Linked DNA regions of Neogale vison: region 2 is linked to region 1. The links are chromatin contacts, called in public Hi-C maps. All regions are on one chromosome and are shown on one strand. Each heading gives the region's core, a stretch centred on a gene start, on an enhancer-like site or on the middle of the called end of the contact. The rest is flanking DNA. Distances are from core to core; before and after follow the strand shown.

Region 1 (4,831 bases), core at 317-2,816:
TCTTGGCTCTGCTGCAGGAAACGTGGTGTGGCTCTTTCCGCGAACGCGCGGCGCTCGAGGGGAGCCCTTTCCTTAAGGAGACGCAACCTCGCCGATCCTCGGAGAAACACTCCGCTCGAAAGGACCCAGGGGAGGGCAGGAATGAGGGCACCTACTGCAGGAGGTGGTGGCAGGTTGCTGGAGACCCGTATTGCAAATTCTGGGTGGACGGGAAGCTCCTGTTACAGCCGTGGGAAGATCCGCCCGTGCCTGCGCTAGATAGAGCGAGCGCAAGATTTCCGTACGATCGGCTGGGACAGGGCTGGGGCGGGGTGGCAAGGGAATCCCCCGTTTCCTGGCTTTCGAGGGCTTACCGGACCTGGGGGTTCCGATACCCCCTCTCCCTCTTCCTTCAGGCAAGCCGCTGGCGCAGGGGTTAGCGGGGGACAAAACTTAACACGCCCCTCTCGGCCCGCGCACTCCCGAGGTTTTTTGGGGTTGTGTTTGTTTTTTTTTTTTTTCCAGTTTCACCTTCCCAACCCTCGAGATATGAACGGGTCCAGGCGAAGGGGGCGCTGTAGACCAGAGTTTGGGGCAGTGGACCTTTCCCCCAAGGCCCGCGGACCTGCGATTCCAGCTACAAAGTTTCACTGAGGCTGTGCGCAGAGACGCTCGCCCCGGAGCCGCGCTCAGCGCCCTCCGGAATGTGCCCCCTCGGGGCCGCCGGATGGCCCCGAGCCTCGAAGTCGCCCACCCTCAGGGATACCTCCTGCTGGGTGCAGGGGGCCTGCCTCCTCCCACCCTACCAGCCTGGAACTCCAACTGCCTGGTCCCCTTGTTTCCAGCGCCGGGCTGTTTCCACTGTGTCCTTTTGTTTGCTTGACCCCTGGCCCCCAAAACTCGCGGCTAATAGAAGCTAAGCTCCATTAGCATTTAGAATGAAAAGCGCAGACTTTCTTAATTCCCCGGGGCATTCACGCATTCGTTCCGGACCTTGTGCATTTCCTATGCAACGTGTAAATTCTGTATTTGAGGAGGGCGGGGTGGGGGGTGCAGTGGAGTTGGAAAATGACTATTTTCCGCTCGTGAACACTCACTGACTCCTCGAATTCGGTCGAAACTCTTCCTCAGGTGCTCTTTCTTCGGTTTTCCTGACTTGGCGAGCTCAGAACCAATTGTGGGGACAAGAGAGATCAATTCCTGGGCGATGACAGAATGCACGTATTTTTAGCCTAGATTTGGGTGCCACAAAACGGCGGTGAGCGCAGTGGGTGCCTGACAACCTTTCTGCGCCCCCCCCCAAGGAGGTGTGATGCTTCTTGCCCAGGAACCCCATTCACCTTAATCACTGCTTCTTTGCCCTTACAATTCTTTGTAATTAACGTAGCATTCATAGTGACCCTCCACCCCCCACCACCACCACCAAACCATCCTCTCCCAATACGCCCAGCCCCGGCCACGACGACCAGCCTGGTCTCACTTTAAGCTCTGTCTCTCCCGGTGCCCGCAGAGCCTCCTGCGGAAGAGCGCAGTCCGGCAAGCCCCCGTCCTGAGCCTGGACCCTCAGCGGAGCCGGGTAGCACAGTCACCGCTTCGCCTCGCCGGACGTCCCCGCCTCCCACCCTCTCAGCCTCCGCTGGAGAGACCCACAGCCCCACCATTCAGCGCGCAAGATATCCTCCAGGTAGGTCTAAAGGCATGACGCCTTATTCCTCTCAGGCTGGGAGAGGTGGGGGCGGGGAGGGGGGTGATGCACACACCCAACAGGCGGGCTGTTCCACTTGCCCAGCACCAGGGCAGTGACTGTTGACCATGCATTTCACAGAACAGGTGGCCTCCTTGCACGAAGCTCCTCTGGATACCACACCCTGTTGCTACCTAGTAGAGCAGCCAGATTTAATTAAGCGTTGCATTTCTCAAAAATATTTTTCCTTAAAAAAAAAAGATACGCCAATAGATTAGGATCTTATTATACATTTTAATGTCTCCATTTTTGCTCTCCTTTTATATCCAGTTTATGCATGTAAAAGTTATGGACTCTCTTTGAGCAGTACAGAGCATTTATGTTTGTACAGAACCCAAATCATTTGATGCAGAAGTTTGGATTATTAAAGCGCAGAGGAAAAGAGAAAAAGCATTTGAGCTGAAAACCAAGGAGTAAATTCTAATTGGGCAAAAGAAAGGATTGCAGGTTTGACTTTTAACACCTCTTTATGCCTTTGTTAAAGAGATATCAGGTGCCTGGACTGTGTAATCACCAAAGGTATGCAGATCAATAGAATTTAGGAGCAAGCAAACTCATATTCTAGCTGGAAACCCCAGAAAGACACAAAGAAGAGCAATGCATAGGGACTGGCAAGGGAAGATGACAGAAGATTAATGGAGAAATCCTAGAAGTGCTGAAGGAAGAATAGATGGAACATTGGGCAGTGTTCTTTCTTTTAAATCATTAACCTTTCATTTCACCCTAACAAGACAGCAGGATAAGTAATCCTTGAACTTCAAACTAGTGAGTGTTTTTAAGGCCCTTCTTGGAAAATGAAGGCTTGAACTGGCCTCTCCTTATCACCGCTTCTTCCCACAGGCCCTCATCACCTTTTTTCAAGTCAAGATTTCATCCCATACACGCATGACTCAATCAGATTTGGAAACGTGGGTAAGAGAAAGATGTCAAAGGAAATATGAAGTACTCGCTTTTTTTTTATTAGTCACAACTTCTAGACCATAGACTCCAAACAGAGGTGAAGCACCTGCTTTCCCTTTGGTTCAGAAAAACCAACCACCAGAAACTGCCCATTTTACCATTTCTAATTAGCTATAGAGAAAGAGAAATAATAAGATTTTTAAAAAATCAGCCACTAGATCCAGTAATTTCCAAGGCCTTCTCATCCAGCTCAACCTCCCTGAACAATAATAAGCATCCTGGATACTAGTCACTTCAGGGGCTCAACATAGTCAACTGGCAGAGAAATTGAACCTACTAAGGAACTGCTTTCTTTTGCAGAGGTACTAATTCTTCTGTCATAAGAAAATTTGTAAGCTAACTCACCTCTTATAGTAGCTGTAGACTGTTGTCTTAAAACAGCCACTGATATATTTTATTAGTCAGAATTGGGGGATATATATACACTTATATATGTATATATATACACACATATATATATGTATATATATACATATATAAGTGTATATATATATATATATACTGTATACGGCAGAGAGCATGTTTGGTGGGTGTTTTGTTGCAGCTGCTGATCTTTTTCTTTGCAGATGGCATAAACTCCCCCGAGTCCATTTCCTGGGCCTGTGTTCCCACCTCTCCACCTAACTGGCTGAAGTCATCACTAGGGGTCCACTTTGTGTAGGCTGTTAGCTGTGTTTGGAGAAATGGGGAGGGGGTGGGAGAAAGCGACCACAACATGTGTGGGTAGGCTCAGTTGGCACTCATAAAATGTTAGAATGTCAGTCTTCCTTGGCCAGTAAGTCTTGCAAAGGACACTTTTTTTTTTTTTTAAGTAACTCAGATTTCTAAATCAATGCATGTGATTTTGGGGACTAGTGGCCTCTTTCCCCAAAAATAAACCAACAGAGCATTCACTGGCTTTCTTTTTGTCCTCCCAACTTGTGGCCAAGACCACCCCCATTTAGTTTATAGGATTCAAAACCCCTTCATCAAAACATGACTGGGCTTATGAAAGAAGGAGTCAAATTTCCCAGATCTGGTGGAGAACAAGGGCAAGAGAGAGAAGGTGGGCAGAGGTCCCCAGGAGGCCTGGTTTTGGCATCCTGTGGCCCCTTAGACAGTCTGTCAGGAATTCCGCTTTCTCCAAGGAAGAAAGTAAGCATGAAGCTTTAAATCTACTCTATTGGAAGGAGGAAAGGATGGCACTTCCCCTCCCATTTCCCAGATGAGAGAGCAATGAACCCAGTGGTACCTGTCAGCCAAGAGAGAGTGCTGACTTGCTTCTGACAGACCCTTTTCCCTGTCCTGCAGATATGCCCTGCGTGCAAGCCCAGTATAGCCCTTCGCCTCCAGGTTCCAGTTATGCAGTGCAGACCTACGGCTCGGAATACACCACGGAGATTATGAACCCCGACTATGCCAAACTGACCATGGACCTTGGCAGCACTGAGATCACGGCCACAGCCACCACGTCCCTGCCCAGCTTCAGTACCTTCATGGAAGGCTACTCGAGCAACTACGAACTCAAGCCCTCTTGCCTGTACCAAATGCAGCCATCAGGGCCACGGCCCCTGATCAAGATGGAGGAGGGCCGCGCGCACGACTACCACCATCACCATCATCACCACCATCACCACCACCACCAGCAGCAGCAGCAACAGCAGCCCCAGCAGCAGCCATCCATTCCGCCCCCATCCGGCCCGGAGGACGAGGTGCTACCCAGCACCTCCATGTACTTCAAGCAGTCCCCGCCATCTACGCCCACCACGCCGGGCTTCCCCCCGCAGGCGGGGGCGCTGTGGGACGACGCGCTGCCCTCGGCGCAGGGTTGCATCGCTCCGGGCCCGCTGCTCGACCCGCCGATGAAGGCCGTGCCCACCGTGCCCGGCGCGCGCTTCCCGCTCTTCCACTTCAAGCCCTCGCCGCCGCACCCGCCCGCGCCTAGCCCGGCCGGGGGCCACCACCTGGGCTATGACCCGACGGCCGCCGCCGCGCTCAGCCTGCCGCTGGGAGCCGCCGCTGCCGCTGCCGCCGCCGCCGCCAGCAGCCAGGCCGCCGCGCTCGAGGGCCACCCGTACGGGCTGCCGCTGGCCAAGAGGACGGCCGCGCTGGCCTTCCCGCCGCTCGGCCTCACGGCCTCCCCCACGGCGTCCAGCTTGCTGGGCGAGA
Region 2 (4,765 bases), core at 1,945-4,444, 430 kb before region 1:
GAATTTAACCGGATATCCTGGATTTTTAGTTCTTAAGTCTGACTACCCCACCGGGATGGGTGGGCACCCTAAGTTGTGGTCTCAGGTAAAGCCTGACCTGGGCCCGATCCTTGGGGAGGGAGCCAAAGCAGGACTGATTCTGGAGCTTAAAGCACCCTGCAGAGTTGTCCCTTTGAGGGGAGGGATGTGCCCTTTTGCATCGCCCTGGGGTCACTTAGCCATAGCCCTGCAGGGGTAGGTGGAGGAGAAAGTCTAACCTCCTGGAGAAAAGGGGCAGCTTTGAGTCATTAACAGGCAAATGAGGGGGTGGCTAGGCCCCCCGAAGAGGACCAGTTCGGGTACCACAGATTACATAAACGAGGGCCTTTCAGCAGGCTGTGCTGCACGCTTCAGGAGAAGGGGAAAGAAGGAAGCCTGACTCCGGGTTCATTCATCAACCGAGCTGCTCCTGGGTTCTAGGCTGGGCGGACGGATACGTCCCGCGCTGATCCGCCTGGGACGTGCTGCCGTGTTCCCAGGAGAGGCTGGGAGCCCAGAGAAGGGGCTCGCGTTTCTCCTAACTGGGAGGGAGTACCAGAACAGATTTCGAAGAGGGAATAATGTCTGCCACAGACCTTGAGAAAAGGTGGGAATTTGGCAATGGCCCAGGGTAGGCAGGTCAGATGGTGGGCGGGGTGTGGCCAAAGGCTAGAAGGTCAGAGTCACGGAGGCAAGGTGAAGAGGTATGGCCCCGTGAAGGTGTCTTAACCTCAAGTCCACCAAGAGGCCGCTATAGGGGATTTTAATTCCTTTCCCGCAAACCCTTCCTTAAGTTGGGTGAACACAAGGCCCCTTGTCAGGTCGCAGATTCGGGGCAGGGTTTGTGCAAGCTGACAAGACATCTGGTCTGTGCAAAGGGCTGGATGATTTATGCTCTGACCCAAGCTAATGCTTTGGTGAAGTGCTGGCGGCTCTACTGACCTGGGGATGCCCGGGCACCTGGGGAACGTCCCAGCTCCTGGCGGGGGAGGCCCTGCCACCCGGCCCTGGCCCTGATCCAGGGGAAGACAAGCTTCCTTCTCGCCTTTCCAGCATATCCTGAAACCAGAAGCCCCATGACACTGGCTTCTCTGTCGCTGCTCTGGGATTTCGGCACTGGCTGAGGCAGGACACTCACACTGCTGAGAAGCCTGAGAAGCTGCTGGCACAAAGGTTCACAGGGAGGGTCAGCTGGGGAGAGCGATGGGACCCATCCCAGATCAGTGTCCCCATTTCTGGGCTGAACTTGGCCCAGCACCGGTTGAGCTCAGCACTTGAGCCTTTCACAAGGCTGCAATTTTTTTTTTCAGCCTTCTGCAGGGAGAAACAGGACTTTACGCTCCCAATTTCAACCACTTAGTTGCTGTGTGACCTTGAACATGTCACTTGGCTTTGCTGAGCCCTTTTTCACATCTCTACTAAAGTTAAAAACATCAGCATTAGCAACGCCTGGTCTTGGAGCATTTGCCGGCTTTCGAAGCAGCGCACTCACATAAAGACTCTTACTCAAACTTCTCTGCAAATTGTGAAAAGGGTGAGTAGGTAAGGTGGTGTTCCTATCTCCATTTGGAGGCAGAAGAAATCAAATTAAATATAAGCAACGTGACTTGCCCTAATGTTACAGCGGCTATGCTTCTGGGCTTGGGTCTCCTGAGTGTAGGACACCACGTAGATAATAATCTCTTATCAGAGTCTCCAGGAAATGCCTGAGCCAGAGTAAGCAATTTTAAAGTCTTGACGATGGGGAGAGACCCAGGGAGCATTTGGTTTCCGGGAGTTTTCTGACACCAGGGACGCTGGACTAAGGAGGGCGGGTGTCCTACAATTGGCTCTGAATTCTGTTCCCCTACCGTCTGATGTGAATTCAAATCTCAATAGTCTTTGCTCTTAGAAAGACAATAAAAACTATTTCACCCCGAAGCCATAATCCATATGGATTGTTGGAGGAAGAAAATAAGATTTGACAACATGGGGTTTCTCCGGGATCCTTGAGGATCCACAAAGGCTTTCCAAGGGCCCACGGGCCAGGGTCTATGTAGTTTCCAATGTGTTTATATTTCCCATTACTCAACGATCAAAGAAGGAGGGTTCTGAGGTGGGAAAGGCCTCTTCTAGCCAAGGGAGAGGGTGAGCAGGGGAGCAGAACCAGAAGCAGAAAGTAATAAGAACAGCTTTAATGAAGACTCTTTATTTTATTTATTTATTTTATAGAGGGGAGAAGGAAGCGGCAGGGGTGAGATTCGCGTCCAGCAGGCAGTCTGTGGCTAGACATGCAGATTTACATCCCAGCTCAGCCACTTCCCAGCGAATTGAATTCAGTTGCCAGATCTTTCTGGGCTCCAGGCTCCTCACCTGGAACCTGGATGCAGGCAGGACCAGCCTCTGACATTGTCAGGGCCTGAGGGGTGGGGATGGGGGGGTGGGGGGCGGTGGGAGGAGGGGGACCGCAGGAAGCACTTAGTAAGTGTTAATTCCATTGATTCCGTCCCCCTCTTCCCACAAGTGGATCATGCATCTAGAAAGTATGAAATCCTCTTTCATCAAAATAAACAAAAATTCTGTCTTCTTAGAAAAATCTGATAAAATTAACTTGTAAGCTGAAACAATGTTCTGCATGAATGATGAAATCTTGGCTTATTTTCTTCTGACCTTGCTGGCTCCCTCCCCCCAAACACACACACACACACACACACACACACACACACACACACACTGTGCGCACGGAACTGGAATGCCACAGAGCATCTGGAAGGCATGCACGATGAAGCCCCCGGGACTGGGGTCTGCGCTTGTACGCCACCAGCAAGCACCGAAAAAAATTCACAGGCCCAGCACTCGGCCCCACTGACCACTCTGGTCCATGAGGATGGGACCCTGGGTATCCCCAGAGACACTCTGGAGACACAGCCTGCCAGAGACCTCTTGTTCTGATTTCCTCTGGGGGAAAGAAAGGAAGGAAATTGGACAGAGGAAGGAGAAAGAGAGAAGAAGTGAAAGCAAAACGATGGAGGGAAGGAGGCAAGGAAAGAAACCTGGTACAAGTGTGAAATCAAAATAATAGACCCAGGATGGTGAGATGCATGTGAACAGAGTGTGACGCGGGCAGCCCCCACAAATAGACCTTCTGTTAAAAATAGCCTTTGTCTAAATGTGGAAAGGGTGTAAATATAGTAGCGGTTTCGGCTTACTATGGAGCCGCCCCAGCTCCAAGTAACAGAGGCTTATTATAGGACGCGTGCGTCAGCAGCGGGAGAGGAGGGAGGGTGGGCAGACATCCCCTGGGCTGTGGGTACAGTACCCACCACAGTGAGGGGTCAGCCAGCCGGCATCTCCCCGTCGGGAGCAGGATGGGCCCAGTGCGCCGAAATGTTCTCACAGGACTCCGCTGGGCAGAAAACTCGGGCCAAGCCGGGGAGGGAAGGAAGGAAGGAAGGAAGGACTCACAGCGCTGAAAAGGATCTGGGGAGATTGTCTTGGGAAGGGCACTCGCTCTCATCTGGAGTTTCACCAGGCAGTGCGTTCACTGTCCAGCAGGCTGCCCACTCCTGGAACCTACAGGAAGTTTGCAAAGGAGCCCCCTGGGACGACCAGACTGTGGATGGACCAGTTTCCACAGACCTGAGCGCAGGGGACAACCCCCCTGGAAACCTGTGGAAAGTGCCAGAAAAGACTCTGATTCCAGTCTTTAAGAAAAAAGCTTTGGGGCGCCTGGGTGGCTCAGTGGGTTGGGCCTCTGCCTTCGGCTCAGGTCATGGTCTCAGGGTCCTGGGATCGAGTCCCGCATCGGGCTCTCTGCTCGGCAGGGAGCCTGCTTCCCTCTCTCTCTCTCTCTCTCTTCCTGCCTCTCTGTCTACTTGTGATCTCTGTCTGTCAAATAAACAAATAAAATCTTAAAAGAAAAAAGCTTTGGGTTGTAGCTCTATGTCTCCGGCATCACTTCGTAGGTGTGTGGGGCCTGGTGGCTCGGTGGCCGAGCCCGACAGCTGGGGGTGACAGAGGGGGCTGCTTCCCTGGTCTGAATCTTGACCAAGGGGATAGAGCTCTTCTGTCAGAAGCTCGCTGCTCTCCATTCTTTTGACACAGGTGGTCAAGGGTTGACAGCCCGCGTGGGTGCTAAGACCTGGGGCACATCTCCCATCCCACCCCGCAGGACCCCTTGTTGTCCTCCTGGTCTGTCATCCTTTAACCCAGGCCATGCCTCCTCCCTGCTCAGCTCGTCTCTGCATGGATCACAGGTACACACAGACAGCCCAACACACACACACACACACACACGCATGTATAAACACACCAGTGTTCAGTCAGAAGTCTGAGGCCCATTTCCAGCCACAGTCCTCGCAGCCCTGGCTTCGTCCCTGCTCTGGCCCCTCGCTCCCCCTGGGGCCCTCCATCTGCCCCTCTCTAGCACTCTGGAAGATTTTCATCTCGAAACTTGAACTTGCTTCTTGGACCTGAGGTGGCCCTGGTTCTTCTGGGGGGGGGATCATCAATTTCTTCTCAGGCATGTTCAGGGCTGGCTGTCCAAGTGTGCCCCCCATGTTCTGCCAGGCCGGGGTGACTACCCCACTGATTTAGCTCTTGCCCCAGGACGGATGCCCTCATCACTGCACACCTACACCACTACTAGGGACTGGTCCCATCCTGTCAGCTTCCCCCTACATCATCCTGACCGCCCTGGAGACCATCCCCAAAACACAGGCCTAGTGGTGTCTCAAAATGCTGGCAATGGCTCCTCGTGAACTTCAGT

Evidence for each region. Hi-C and Micro-C count contacts between places; a contact is called where the count stands out from the background.
Region 2: a contact with region 1 is called in a Hi-C map of tongue, with 5 times the contacts expected there. The contact joins the enhancer-like site here to the promoter of NR4A3 in region 1. A contact is called at or near these places in 2 of 3 Hi-C or Micro-C datasets (muscle and tongue).

The regions. Positions count from the first base shown.
Region 1 is chr9:31,182,201-31,187,031 of ASM_NN_V1, reverse strand. It overlaps NR4A3 (nuclear receptor subfamily 4 group A member 3), which reads left to right and starts at 1,566. Exons shown (of 7, transcript XM_044265264.1): 1 at 1,566-1,663; 2 at 3,974-4,831. The coding sequence starts at 3,976.
Region 2 is chr9:31,610,185-31,614,949 of ASM_NN_V1, reverse strand. No RefSeq gene overlaps it. Among named protein-coding and RNA genes, the nearest start is that of SEC61B, 110 kb to the left of the region's middle. Within about 2 kb of position 3,194, the one cell type or tissue checked has open chromatin away from gene starts, as enhancers often do.